Linked DNA regions of Mus musculus: all the other regions are linked to region 1. The links are chromatin contacts, called in public Hi-C, HiChIP or PLAC-seq and promoter capture Hi-C maps. All regions are on one chromosome and are shown on one strand. Each heading gives the region's core, a stretch centred on a gene start, on an enhancer-like site or on the middle of the called end of the contact. The rest is flanking DNA. Distances are from core to core; before and after follow the strand shown. Region 1 overlaps Mir99ahg (Mir99a and Mirlet7c-1 host gene (non-protein coding)). Region 2 has its middle 210 kb from the start of Mir125b-2. Region 3 has its middle 180 kb from the start of Mir125b-2. Region 4 has its middle 150 kb from the start of Mir125b-2. Region 5 has its middle 100 kb from the start of Gm31431.

Evidence for each region. Promoter capture Hi-C pulls out the DNA fragments that hold promoters and counts their contacts. A called contact is a pair of places that touch in the nucleus more often than the background predicts. HiChIP or PLAC-seq counts read pairs in DNA pulled down with a chosen protein or histone mark.
Region 2: a contact with region 1 is called in a promoter capture Hi-C map of hippocampal neurons, with 2.5 times the contacts expected there. The contact joins two enhancer-like sites. A contact is called at or near these places in 1 of 39 promoter capture datasets (hippocampal neurons) and 1 of 115 datasets of contacts at active chromatin or transcription factors (embryonic forebrain).
Region 3: a contact with region 1 is called in a Hi-C map of uterus, with 4 times the contacts expected there. The contact joins two enhancer-like sites. A contact is called at or near these places in 2 of 484 Hi-C or Micro-C datasets (both in uterus) and 1 of 115 datasets of contacts at active chromatin or transcription factors (embryonic forebrain).
Region 4: a contact with region 1 is called in a promoter capture Hi-C map of 3T3-L1-derived adipocytes, with 3 times the contacts expected there. The contact joins two enhancer-like sites. A contact is called at or near these places in 3 of 39 promoter capture datasets (the 3T3-L1 cell line, 3T3-L1-derived adipocytes and hippocampal neurons), 2 of 484 Hi-C or Micro-C datasets (cortical neurons and forebrain) and 1 of 115 datasets of contacts at active chromatin or transcription factors (embryonic basal ganglia).
Region 5: a contact with region 1 is called in an H3K4me3 HiChIP or PLAC-seq map of neural progenitor cells, with 5 times the contacts expected there. The contact joins two enhancer-like sites. A contact is called at or near these places in 2 of 39 promoter capture datasets (the 3T3-L1 cell line and hippocampal neurons), 1 of 484 Hi-C or Micro-C datasets (epidermal suprabasal cells) and 7 of 115 datasets of contacts at active chromatin or transcription factors (astrocytes, embryonic forebrain, forebrain and 3 more).

The regions. Positions count from the first base shown.
Region 1 is chr16:77,499,150-77,501,849 of GRCm38.p6, reverse strand. Mir99ahg (Mir99a and Mirlet7c-1 host gene (non-protein coding)) reads right to left here. Exons shown (of 5, transcript NR_015543.3): 4 at 240-347. Among named protein-coding and RNA genes, the nearest start is that of 9430053O09Rik, 80 kb to the right of the region's middle. Within about 2 kb of position 1,324, at least 195 of the 459 cell types and tissues checked have an H3K27ac peak or open chromatin away from gene starts, as enhancers often do. A contact at or near this core is called in 3T3-L1-derived adipocytes, astrocytes, embryonic forebrain and 5 more, where this site is marked.
Region 2 is chr16:77,851,041-77,853,740 of GRCm38.p6, reverse strand. No RefSeq gene overlaps it. Among named protein-coding and RNA genes, the nearest start is that of Mir125b-2, 210 kb to the right of the region's middle. Within about 2 kb of position 1,255, at least 35 of the 459 cell types and tissues checked have an H3K27ac peak or open chromatin away from gene starts, as enhancers often do. A contact at or near this core is called in embryonic forebrain and hippocampal neurons, where this site is marked.
Region 3 is chr16:77,826,183-77,828,882 of GRCm38.p6, reverse strand. No RefSeq gene overlaps it. Among named protein-coding and RNA genes, the nearest start is that of Mir125b-2, 180 kb to the right of the region's middle. Within about 2 kb of position 1,417, at least 32 of the 459 cell types and tissues checked have an H3K27ac peak or open chromatin away from gene starts, as enhancers often do. A contact at or near this core is called in uterus, where this site is marked.
Region 4 is chr16:77,795,811-77,798,510 of GRCm38.p6, reverse strand. No RefSeq gene overlaps it. Among named protein-coding and RNA genes, the nearest start is that of Mir125b-2, 150 kb to the right of the region's middle. Within about 2 kb of position 1,365, at least 5 of the 459 cell types and tissues checked have an H3K27ac peak or open chromatin away from gene starts, as enhancers often do. A contact at or near this core is called in 3T3-L1-derived adipocytes, where this site is marked.
Region 5 is chr16:77,985,527-77,988,359 of GRCm38.p6, reverse strand. No RefSeq gene overlaps it. Among named protein-coding and RNA genes, the nearest start is that of Gm31431, 100 kb to the left of the region's middle. Within about 2 kb of position 1,354, at least 32 of the 459 cell types and tissues checked have an H3K27ac peak or open chromatin away from gene starts, as enhancers often do. A contact at or near this core is called in astrocytes, epidermal suprabasal cells, forebrain and 1 more, where this site is marked.

The sequences.
Region 1 (2,700 bases), core at 75-2,574:
TACAGTTATTTCATCATTCAGACATGTTTACAAACCAAACATTTCTATGAAAAGATTTGTTAAAGGCATCAAGGTACCACATAATCTTTTAAAATTATGTAATAAATATTAACAATAACAACAAAACAAACAAAAAATCCCCAAACACTAAGGTATTCTAATATACACAAAGACCTCACTTAAGTCAATATTAAACTTAATTCTATATACAAAACTTCTGTTAACAGGATGTTACTTACAGAGATGAACAGTTTTATGAATTCATCTGTTATTCGTCCCGACGGGTTTTGAAGGATCTCTCCATAGTGTATATTGCTCAGTTAAGACAGGACTCCTATTCTGGTATGCTGAAGAGGAAAAAAATGTCCTTAAATCTTCTTATTTCAGATTATTCTTATTCTATCACAATTTAGGCAGCAACAGGCAAAGATTCCACAATGACAATATGAGAAAGCAAGAAAAAAAAAACAAACCTGAAGGTTTATTTCATATTTACTGTATAAAGTCACTTTTGACATGCCTATACAACTGGTTGTGGCGGCTTTCAAACATGATTTCTAATATATGTATATATAAAAAATTGCTCCAGGTTCTTTGAGAGAAAGCTTGCCGCTGGGAAGTTGATTTTGGCAATTGGCCAAAATCATGTGCAAAGGGGCCTCATTAGGGATTCATGGCAGCCTTCAGTACTCTCAAAAAAATGTGACCCAACAGGCTAAATGAGCCACTAAAATTAAAAAGTAAGAGACAAAGACAACTTACTTAATATTCCTTCCAAAACATCATTAAACTTTTTCTTTTCTTTTTTCAGTACTCAGACCCACGTTTGCCGAATGCACCATCTCCTGCCCTCTAAGGTTCAAACAATTCCTCTTTAAAACTTGTCTATTTTCTTCGCCCGGAATGTTTTTCTTTCTGTGTCACTTTGCAAAGATTTCTCTGGGGATCAAACAATATCTATTGCGATCAGTTCAATCACAGAAAACGAAAACGTCGAAAGACCGACTACAGACTCCTGATTCAAGTTTTCAATAAGCGAACAAAAATAAGTAAGCAATCTTCGGTACATTTCAACTTCCACAGAAGGAAGCACACACACCCTGTAAACTTGCATCTCTTGTATGGGCCAATTTCACTGACAAACTTGGACACCCCCCCACCCCCACCCCCACCCACCAAAGCAGGTCTGATCCCGAAGTCTTACCTAGATGTCTTCTGGCTTTTCTGTAGATCAAAAAGTTTCCTGCCTAGGCACACAGATATTCTTTCTCACACACCATAGAGGCCCTTTTATGAATCCCACACTGTAACAGGCTGCTTTTCAACACCAGTTGAGAGCGCAGTGCGTCAGCTCTTGAGATAAAATTCATGGCTAACACACAATTAGTGGGAGAGGTTGTCTCCGGGAGAATTTATCTTAGAACGAAAGAAGCAGGAGCACAGCTATTTTTTCCTCTTTATCCCTCCCTTTCTTTCCCCTCTTTCTTTCTTTCTTTCTTTCTTTCTTTCTTTCTTTCTTTCTTTCTTTCTTTCTTTCTTTCTTTCTTTCTTTCTTTCTTTCTTTCTTTCTTTTTTTAAATAGCAAAGAGAGGAGGGTGCGGTCAGATGTTAGAATTTTGCCTGAGAAAAGGGCCCTACACAGCACTAGGACCCACTAAATACTAGCAGAGCAGCCCGGGAAGGGAGCCAACGGAAGGACTTTGTTTGACCCAGCTGCCAATCTCCCCCGAAGCCGTGCGCCAGACTAAACACTCACACTATTTTAACTCAAATCAGGCTACAGCAGCTGTTTGCTTTCCGGCTCTGAGTTCGGCACCCACATGGCCTGTGTGGTTCACCCGTGAGCTTTGCGAGCTGCCTTGCTGAAATCTGTTCCGGGGTGGGATTTATCAGTGGAAAGAAAAATTTAACCCTGCACCTCATGGTTAACAGAGATTGTTTGCTTCTCGGCTTTTGATCCGGTCACCAGAAAGTGGTTTTTCTTTTTATAATCTCTGAAAAATAAGAGTGTTAATTTTACACCCAGGGAGAGAGTTGGGATTTGAAAGTGAGGCTTCCGAACTGTTTTGCTTTGAAAGTTTTCTAACATGTTGAAATTAGCAGTGAAGTGTAGCAATAGCAGCGTGCTTTACTGAAACTTTAGGAGCGAGGCTGGTTTCTGCCTGTTCCTGTTCAACACCTTCCACCATCCAAGATGGAAAACTGGGGTTATACCAAGACTCAATAATGTCTCCTCGGTCGTCTCCTCCACTTTTAGAAAGTTCCTTCAGAAGCAACCATGAAGTAAAGCACTCTACATGCAAAGGCACATGCAACCCAAAGCACAAAGCAACCCAATTCACTTTCCTTAAATTTCCAATTACTTAACTACTTCAAGGCTTGAAATCTCATCAATGACCGTCGAAGACTAAAACGTGTCCATTGGTAGCATAGAGCAAAAATTCAATGAGAAGAAAGCCAGAGGAAGGCCAATATTACAATTATCAAAATTAGGAGGACTGGATTTGATAATTAAGATTAACTGCACAAAAAATAGATGGGCACCTCTGGCCATGTGGGGAACATTAGTCAGTAAATCCTTCTTTGTGTTGAGAGAGAGAAGCTATGAGATGAGCTACTATATATATATATATATATATATATATATATATATATATATATATATACTACAACTAAGTATTTTTACTCCTGGTAGACTGT
Region 2 (2,700 bases), core at 6-2,505, 350 kb before region 1:
TGTCATTGTTGGTTTTTAAAGACATTGATACTGGAGAGTGATTTTTGATATTCATATTTTGATGCATTTTTGTTTAATATTACACCTTCATACTAGACTTCAACATTAAATGTCAGTTAAGGATGTATTCTTTTAGAGGAAGTCATAAACTCTAGATGAACCAATGCAGATTCTTATTCTGAATTATCAGTTATTGTCTGGTAGCTTAACATGTATATATCTGTGCAAAGTGCATATGGTATGGCTTTCTCTTATACATGGTAACATTTAATATGTTCTTTTGAGTAAAGTGCATTTATAAAAAGAAAAAGTTAATGATACATGTTATCAATGTACTTTGTTGAAATATGATGGATCTCATTGCAAAGAATGGGTCATGTGTTTTGAGAGAATTGTTATCTGATTATAAGGAGAGCTAACACTACAACATATTTACTAGCTTATATTACATAACATATCGTTTAACTTATATTTGAGATGTAACCCTAGTAACTGATTGACATGTGAGAACAAAGTATCTTGGAGACTTCTACTCATTTCAGAAGGACTCCTGAAAGAAGGTGTCCTTAAAGAACCCAAAGTATTAATAAACCACTTTCTGCTTGGATTAAAAAAAAAAAAACTTAGAAGAAAACGACCTCTTTCAAAGTCATCATATTGCCAGGATTCATGGTAGACAATATCTACTCAACAAATCCCATGAAAAATGTATTTATTTATTTATTTTTGTACAGAAGAAAGCTCTTGCTTTTCTTTTTTCTTTTCATTTTTCTCTTTTCTTCCCTTTTCTTTTCTTTTCTTTTCTTTTTTCTTTCTCTTTTCTTTTCTTTCTCTTCTCTTCTCTTCTCTTCTCTTCTCTTCTTTCTTTCTTTCTTTTTTTTGTGGATTGATAACTCCATCCAGAAAGGGCATTTGTACATGATGGAAAAGAAACATTCTATAGCCAGCTTTGTGGCTGTCTTCAAAACCTTCCACCATCTGAATAACCCCTGAGGTTAAATAGCTGGTAGACATCTGGAGGGAGAAGTAAGAGAAATGAGATCATCAAGGAACGATATTGTGCTTACAACATGTGGCGAAATGAGTGTCTCTTCGCCATCTGTTATTTGTGTGTGTATTTTATTATGTAAATGTTCGTACACACTGCATTCTAAACAAAGGAACATTACTTCCACTTTGCTGGTGCTGCCAAGCTTGCGTATGTGTCCTGGAAAAAGAAAGTGGCAGACAGAGAATTCGGGGTTCATCTGGCCACTTGTGTCCTTTTCCTTTCACCAAGATGGTGAGAGACTCTATGTGGGTTTGATTCCTTTTCTACATCCTGTTAACAAATACAAAGCTTGGCTGGGAATGGAAAACAGTGTCTTGATTACTACAGCTCTGGTCTCAAGCTTCTTTTGCTGGCATCTGCAGGGAGAAAGATGCTAGATGCTAGGATGCCCTGGGATGGTTCCAATGTACACTAGTGATAAATCTAGGCTAGAAAATGAATTTGGACAAAGAAAACAGTCTCTGTGCAATTTCTGCTCATCTGTTTAATTCCTGGCACATATACTCTGGGTCATGGGAAGGTTCTGGTGTACTGCTGTCAGTGTCCCCCTAAACAAGAGGAGTGTGTGTGTGTGTGTGTGTGTGTGTGCATGTTTTGGGGGAATAAAAGTGAGGAGATTTGGGTGACACATATTCTCGTTTAAATTTTCATAAAATTACCAATTTAAATTGAAATGTAATTATCCTAACTGGCATCTTTTTGGCAGCAACATAAAAAAAAATCCTCTGGCTTTACTGTACCAAGCAAAAGCCCCGAGGAGTCCTGACACTGGCCTTTAATCAAAAGCTGAAAAGACACAAAAGCTTTCGGATAATCTATGCCAAGCTATCTTGGACAGCATGGAATTGCCTGGAGCACCCTTCTGGTGGCATTTAAAACACCTGGTGCCCTTAGAAAAAAAAGTACATCTGTGTCTGCGATTTCTCCTTCTGTAATTCCCTTAAATCCTTCTATCGCAACCCATTCTCCTATCTTTTTAAAAGCAAGGATTCGTCAATGGCAGTAAAATAAAGCAGTTTTATTTACCGAGAGAATGGTACTTGTCACTGGCTACGCCTGGAGGTGTCAGACACGGGTGGCCATCTGCACAAACTTCCTCACTGTTTATTTCGTGGGGTTTAATATAATTAAACTATCATTGTGCTCATTGATTCAGTTCAAATTTTAATTTGATAATTGGGGGAAAGGTGTGCATTTGAAATGGAGGCAATTAATTGACACTTTAAATGCACTTGAACAGAAATAATTTAAGTTACACTGTACTTAGTGGTGACTTACACTGTCATGTTTATGCGGATTCTTCCATTTAGCTTGTATCATTACTGGGTAGAGGTAAATAATGTTTCTCACTCTAAATCCCATTGACACTAGTAGTCTAATTCTGAAATTTGGATTTTTTTTCCTGCCTAAAATAATCCCATTCATTTTGTAGTGATTGGCTCTTCTAAAATTCAGACGTTTTAACTCCGAACAACAATCTAATCATTCATAACTAACCTAACACATATGCAAACTAATTATGCAGATTGTCGCATAATTTTGTAAATAGACAGTCTGATTCCCCTTCTAGCAAACACCTTGCATAAAGAAATAATGAGAATAACAAAGATGCAGATTTCCAATTTATAGTAGCAGCTCTACTTGATTTG
Region 3 (2,700 bases), core at 168-2,667, 330 kb before region 1:
AGAAAATATCATCCTGAATGAGGATAGACTAGACTGAAAATGACATGCATAGTATGCACTTACTGACAAGTGGATATTAGTCATAATGTATGCAATACCCATACTATACTCCACAGACCTAAAGAAGTTAAAGAGAAGGAAGTGGGGATGCTCCAAGTCCATTTAGAAGGGGGAACAAAATAATCCTGGAGGCAGAGGGAGGGAGAAACATGGATGGGAGAGGGGATGGGGAGGGTAAAGAAGGGCAGGATGAGGTATGGGGAGAGACAGGAGAGAGGCCCAGGGGGTCAGGAGAGTGAATGGAAATGTGTAGCTGCAGGGGTGGGGACATGGGAGGAAGCTCTAGGAAGTCCCAGAGACCTGGTATAAGGGAGGCTAGAAGTCAATGTGGTTGACCTTAGCTGAGATACCTAACATGGGGACATGGAACCTGAAGAGGCTCTTGTACCCAGGCAGGACCTCAAGTGGAGGGATAAGGACACTAACTCACCCACAAAACTTTCAACCCCAAAGTTGCCATCTTTTAAGCAACTGCAGGAACAAAAATGGAGCAAAAACTGAAGGCATGGCTGACCAGTGACAGGCCCAACTTGAGACCCATCCCATGGGCAAGTACCAACCCCTGACATTATTAATGATATTCTGTCATGCTCCCCTACAGGAGCCTTGCTTAAATGTCTTGAGAGGCTCTACCCAGCAGTCTACTGAAACAGATGCAGATACAGCCAAACACTGAATGGAAGTTGGGAACCCTTATGAAAGAATTGGGGAAAAGAATTGAAGGTCCTGAAGTGGGTAGGAACCCCACAGGAAGACCAAATGTGTCAACTAACCTGGACCCCTGCGAACTCTCAGAGATTGAGCCACTGACCAAAGGGTGAAAATAATATGGGCAGGACCTAGGCTCCTGGCACATATGTAGCCGAGGGCTGCCTTGTTTGGCCTCAGTGAGAGATGATGCACCTTATCCTGCACCAGAGTAGGGGGCAGGTCTAGGAGGGGCAGAGGAGAGGGGGAAGGACTCTGTGAGGGGGGAGCAGGAGGGGAGCAGAAACTGGGATGTAAATTAATTAATTCATTAAAAAGGAAAATTCAAATGAAAACAAAAGAAACAGACAAAAAAAACCCCAAAAGGAACAAACAAACAGAACAAACAAAACAAGCAAAACAACTCTCCAAACAAAAACATGAAGACAGAACTAACTCCAAAGGGTTTTGGGAAGTCTCTGAAATGACCAGAGTGTGTAAGTGAAAACGGCTGAGAGTCACTCCTAGACCTTACAAGCTGCAGAGGAGACTTTGAGACAAGCCAGCCTCCTGTTAAAAAAAAAAAAAAAAAAAAAAAAAAGCAAGGCACCAGCCAAGAAGCCTGAGATTAGGAGAGCAGCCAGCTGAGCTGCCTAGGAGAAACAAAGACCAGCTGAGCCTTCTGGAAAGGGGACAGTTGGGCTGTGCAGTGGGCTTCCAGTTCCTAACTTTTATAATCTTTCATCCAGGCTGTGGTCGGCTTTTGTAGTTCAACTCTTTTTCACCATTTTTGCTCCTAGAGCAGCTCCTAACTCATAGTCCTGTAATATAACTCATTGGTTCACCAAAAAACAAAACAAAAACAAAAACAAAAACAAAAAAAGCCAAAACAAACAAACAAAAATCTTTGAACCCTTCTCATAGTCCTCCTTGCTATAACTTAATTGTTTTAGATAACATATTCAATAAAAACTAAAAGCAGCCATAAAATATCTTATAAAGGAATGGCCCAGTCTGGGAATATAGCTCATTGGTATTTTCTAGAATATATGTGACCCTAGATTCAGTTCCAACACTGACAACGACAAGAATATCACCAACAACAAAATGACCACTAAAGAAACATTAAAATGTCTGAGCCACAACAACAAAATAATTCTCTGTGTTCAAACTCAATTTGGCAATGGTAATCATCCCAGAATAACAGGGGCCATGTCTCAACTTGTAAAATGCTTGCTGTGTAAGCATGAAGACTTGGGTTGACATTCTAACACTCAAAGACAGAGACAGGAAATCTCTGCTGTTTACTTGGCCAATCAGCCAGCCCAAAGCAACAAGCGCCGAGTTTCAGTGACAGACTGTGTCTCAAAAAAACCCAAGGTGGAAAGTGATTAAATAAGACATCTGCACTGACTTCTTTCCTTCATTTTAACATCCATACAAGTAGACATAAAACTACCTGTCTATACATACACACAGGCATACACACGCATACAGAAAATCTATCAAATTTATCTATGAAATAGCAAGTATGATGTACTGATAAATCCCTAGTGTTCTAAAAACTATGAGATAGGTTTTATTTACTTTCCAAAATACCCATTCGAAGTATTTAGTATCATCATTTATTTACTAGTTTATCATATACAACCCTGTGTTAGTGATATTCTATCTTATAGTAGCTATAAAGTTTTCAATACATACAAAGGCACTACCGTTGGCTGAGGCTCTAAGTGTTCAATCACATAAGACTGCAAGGGGCATGTCACATTCAAACAAGCTGGAACTAACAAGGGATTTAATTATGTTTTGCTCTATTCCATAGTGTAAACGTTTCCTGTTATTCCTAAGACACGATGCTCTCAAGTTTTGTAGGGGTCTAGTCAATTGATTTATGTGATCGTGCCAATGAGGATGTATTAGCTCAAGTTCGTCTGTTTACCAAAATACTGT
Region 4 (2,700 bases), core at 116-2,615, 300 kb before region 1:
TAGTGTATACATAATATTCACTCAATATATGTTTTATATACTTATCAGCAAAACATACACACACACACACACACACACACACACACACACACACACACCCAAAGAACTAGTCAAGAAAATAATAACTAATAATGGGATAAAATATTAAGAATAACTTAAACAAAAACAAATACCACATTATTCAGTAGCCTTATGAAAACTTAATCAGATTAATTTTTCCTCAATTCAGCATAAACTTAAGCCACTCCACATGGCATTTTATCCCCAGAAGAGGAACATCAATTTTATCTTTGCATGCTTGCATGTGCGTGTGCTTGTGCGTGTGTGTACACACTGATGATTTGTATGGGCACACATAACACAGTGCATGTGTGGAAGTCAGAAAGCTTTTCACTTCCTTTCTCTCCATCTGCCTGCCCTTAAGTAGTCTAGGAGGGCCTAACGCAGGCTACAAAAGAGTAAGCAGCAACTGCTGAGGCACCTTGCTGGCTCTAACCTCAGTTTTATACAGCTGAGAATACTAAGTGTTAGGAAAGGCATGAATCAAGTAGATAGCTCAAAAAGTATATAATTTAATTAAATGGCAAATGAATTCAATCATCAAATTAATTCAATAATTGGCACTAGAAAAAGAATTAGTATCATCGAAAGCTAAATGTATACAAGGTCAGTCTGCTCCTATTTACATACACAGTAGAAATTAAGGTTCGTGGCAACAAAGATCATGTACAGAAAGGTCTACTTCCCGAGTAACTTTATTTATTTTAATTAATATTTTTAAACAAGAAACAGCCCATCTGTTTCCAATCAGTATAATAAATAAATAAATTGTACTTTATTTATGTAATGGAAGATTTCGCAATAGTGAATGGCAATGGTAATGAAAGCTGCTACAAAATAAGCTTGAAAAAAGACTTGATGGAAATTGGAGGTCATTAAGAAGGAATAGAAGGGAATTTCAGAGTTCTACTGTTTCATTAATATAACAAGGGGGCAAAGTCTACATTATGTCTGCTGATCCTTACAATAAAAAGAGATGGTGACAAGACTCTCGTTTGAGAAAGATTAAAATAACTGAACGAATGAGCGATTCATACTTCTTATTTTTAAAGAATACTGTATGTGTGTTGCAACATTTAAACATGATTAAATACATTTTACATTTAATCTTCTAGAATGTGAACTACGGGCTGCAGGACCTCCATTTTGTTAATGGTCGCATACAAACAACATGAAAGACCCTAGAACTGGAGCAGAACACAAAACCTGTGCAGTCTGGAATTCAGAGAGGCTGTAGTGGCGACAAGACTTCTCACCCTGAGGCTGGGTGAAGACCATTGCCTGGAACCTTAAAACACAAGCATTAGTCAGCGTGTGAGAGTCAGCAGGGAAGATTTGGCAGCAAGACAAAAAGGAGTCTCCAACTTCTTTGGGAAGTGTTTTGCCTCTTATCCTAAAGCTATAACTCTGCCAACTGGAGTCAGTGGGCTATTATAGATTTATATATGCATTTAATCTGCCTGGAGAGTTTTTTTTACTTATATGGTACATCAACATTTCAAAACAACCTTTGAAGATACAGAATCTTCCAAGAAGATGATTCTTTATATGTGAGAGGCAGCTTTCCTTCTGAGGGACAGCAATGCCTGGTTTGTTTGAGTACAAAACTGACAGTTGGAAAAGTCTGAAATCTAATTCTGGTTTTTCCTCTTGCTGAGGTTGGCCATATAGAATAAAACTAAACCCGGCTAAGGAAATAGAATTTAAGATGACGTAAAACACATTTTAAGGAACAGCAAAAAAAAAAATCATCTATAGTACATTGGGGAAATTTCTTGACCACTGTTTGGCATCGATCTGCCTAGAAACCAATGTCAAAATTTACATAGAGACTTCATAAAACTCTGTAAAGTGAAATTAAGAATAAGAAGACAGGGTCCTCTGGAATACGCACACAATTCTGTACAATCACTTTTCCTTCACCGTCATAAAGAGATATTAAAATATTCTGAGGATAATTTTAAATTAACGAGATAGCATAGCATGAAAATAAAGTTGATATTGTTAGTTCATACTGTTACAATCAAGAAAAATAATTGTGCGTGACAAGTCGCAGCTTTTTTTTGCTTTAGGCCTCTATGACCATCTCTGTAAGACAGAGAACAACAAAGGGAGGCTGAAGCATGGTCAACAGAGGGTATAACTACTTTTCCTTTTTTTTGTCCTTTCATTTTATTGACTTCAGTTTATTAAAAAAGGACAAACAAATGGGTTAAATCTCCTTGTGGAGTCTATGAACTATAATTTGATTGAAGTGGAAAATTAAACAATATCTAGAATATTAGTTAAAGATCTTAGAAATCTTTCATAAATCCTTCTCTAACATAAATATTATTGATGTAAAAATTTTTTGTTTTTTTTTATTAAACTACTTTATTTATTTACATTCCAAAAGTTGTTCCTCTTCCCCTTTCCCCCTTCCTCCTTCCTGAGTTCTTCACCACATTGCCCCCTTGCATCTTGAGGGTGCTCTTCGACCTGCCCACCCAGCCCCACATCACCCCCACCAGCATCCCTCTTCCCTGGGGCATCAAGTTTCTACAGGATTAAGTGCATCCTCTCCCACTGAGACTATACAAGGCAGTCCTGTGCTAAACATGGCCCCAGGGTAAGGAACCAGCCTATGTATGCTCCTTGGGT
Region 5 (2,833 bases), core at 105-2,604, 490 kb before region 1:
CTTCTCTATATGTAAAAGCTTACTGTGAACTGAAGTTCAGGGTGTTTCACAATGTCTCCCTTCTTCTTTGTCACCTAGAACTATATTCTAGGAGACTTTATTATTACTGATATTTGGGGGAAAAATCTGCTTCTCTTCTGCTTCATCCCTTCCAAGGCTCTTTCTGAAGATGTGAATGCAATTTTACACTTATACAAAGCTTGCAAGAGAGAACGTGAAAGTTTAGCAGCAACAGCAAAGGCCCTGTGAACCGATCTAAGTTCATGAATCATAAAGTTAGATAGATTCTTTTATCTCACTCTCAAAGAAAATAAAGTCCTTATCATGGGAACTTTCTAGTCGCAGACCAGCAGAATGAATCTATTCATCCCTGATGCTGCGTTTTGTTGGTGTGTGGTTAAGTGTGGAGTCTCAGTGTAAAAAAATCCCAGTATACATGTGAATACTTGATAGATAATGACTGCACATTCCAAGGACAGACATAAAGTATGATTCCTTATAAACCTGTCACTCTGGATCATAATTAGTATAATTCCGTTTTGTTTTAGTTGCATGACATCATTTGGTTTTAAAACAAGCAACTTCATCATAAGAAAAAATGTTTAACCGTCAAGTCAGCAGAGCCCAAAGCAAATTTCCCATGTGTTAACATCAAGAAAATCTTGCATAGACAAGCATTATAGCAACTTCTGAAAGGAGGCTAGGATAACAGAGGCCAACTTCACTTTGATACAATCGGCACAAACGCCAGAAGCACTTGATACAAACATTGCAGCTAAAAGGAGACACTACAGTAAGATGTTTGCATTTCACTAAAGTCTTTAGCATGCTGGACCAGGTGGGACTATACAACATACATGTAGTATCCAAAAGGAGGTTAGGAACTGTAGGATCTCGATTTTTTTTTTTTTTTTTGGATTACTTTTCGATGTTTTTCATTTTTGAACAAGAAAGAGACAATGCGTTTCCGGGGAACTCCTCACACTCTGGGATGGCATTTAGTGTGGATCCTTAAGCATGCCGTCCCTCTCCCTGGACAAAGAAGCGTCTCTTTTAAAAGTGAAGGGCTGGCTTTTGCATCCAGACCGTCATATATTTTTCTCTGAGTACTGGTTTTGGGAATGGCTGTGTTCTTTCGGTTTCTCCCACACTTGGGGAATTTATCCTTAGGCAACTTCAGATGGATCCATGCTGGGCTTTTGACGATTGAGCTCTAGCTCAGAAAAGGAGGTTGAAAAAGAAAAAAAGAAAGAAAAAAAACCGATCTTTTTCATCACCCAATGAAAGTGCAAAGAGATATTTTTTGAAGAACAGGGTGTAATTAGCCTAAATGGAATTGGGCCAAATCTGCAGCATTAACAGGCTAAATGTGTCTCTAGCTCTTAGAGCATTCCAAAGATAGGCTCATTCTTGACTGTTATGGATAAAGACTGAAGCATCTACAGAAGTCTAAAATAAGAAAATGGGAAGCATGGAAAAAGAAAAAAAAAAAAACCAAAACAGCCTAGTCCTCGCACAAATCAAAGATGGTTACTAAAGCTTGCTATCCTTTCCCCAATCGAAAAAAAAAATCCACATGACTAACTTTTCTAAGAAGAGACTGCAATGCCCACCGGGAATGGGACAGATAATAAATGTAGCTGGCACTCTTGCCCAAGAGGAACTATTGTTCCATGTAAGGAATGAAAGCCAAACCCTTTCAAGAGTTAAAGAAAACCTAATTTAAGGACACATCTAAATTAGTTGCATAAAAGCAACTGAAATAAGAAAGGGGTTTAAAAATATCCGATGTGAATACTCAACGTGTCAGCTGACCCAATACAGTGCAAAACAACCCCCGTCCCCACCACTTCTCAAAGAAAGAAAGAAAAATCATGAAAGAGAAGAAGGAAAGGAAAGGAAGCCAGCACCACGCTTGCTCTGCTGAGCTCATCCTGACTTTTTGAGATACGTTTTTAAGTTCAACATGAAATTTTATGATTCTTCGAAGCTGAAATGATTTCTTTTTCTAGCTATTATTTCTGTTCCCAACTGCAGGCTATAACAGGTAGGATAAATGTGGTAAATGTACCTAAGAGTCTGGACCTGGACTGCTTTTGTTTTTTTGTTTTTTTTTTTTTTTGTTGTTTTTTGTTTGTTTGTTTGTTTTCAGTAGGAAGTCTCAAATAGTGCTGAATGAAAACATAACATCTGGAAGTTACTAAGATGACTGGAGGGGTGTTGTACAGATTTTTAAGAAAGCCTTTCTGTCCAGCAGTTTTGTTATACTAACCAAATGAAACATGACTAGGCCTAAATTATTATTATTTAGGACTGTTACGTCATTTAGGTGAGAAGACAATCTAAGTTTTGGAGATAAACTTCTATTGAATATGATCTTGGACTTCAGAGCTTTGATTTTGAGCACTGGACTCTCAGATTTTGCCCCATCATGATAGCCGATGCCTCAGTCTGTTCGTTTTACTCTTATCTAAAGCACTTATATTTGAACTGGAAAGATCTTCATGGTGACATGTTGCAAGGGTGGTCCCCATTTTGGCATGGCCCAGAAGAGAGACAACTCTAGACTGCGTGTGGAAACAATTGGAACTAGATCCCCAGTTTGAATGCCATTGGAAAAAATCACACAATGCTTTGAAAAAAATAGTGATAATGTTTCATTTGTTTTATGTCATAGATTTATAGAAACAAATTGAAGAATGAATGTGAGGATATGGTAAATATATATGTATATATATAAATATAAATATATATATATATATACACACACACACACACATACACACACACACAAATACACACACACAAATACACACACACATACACACACACA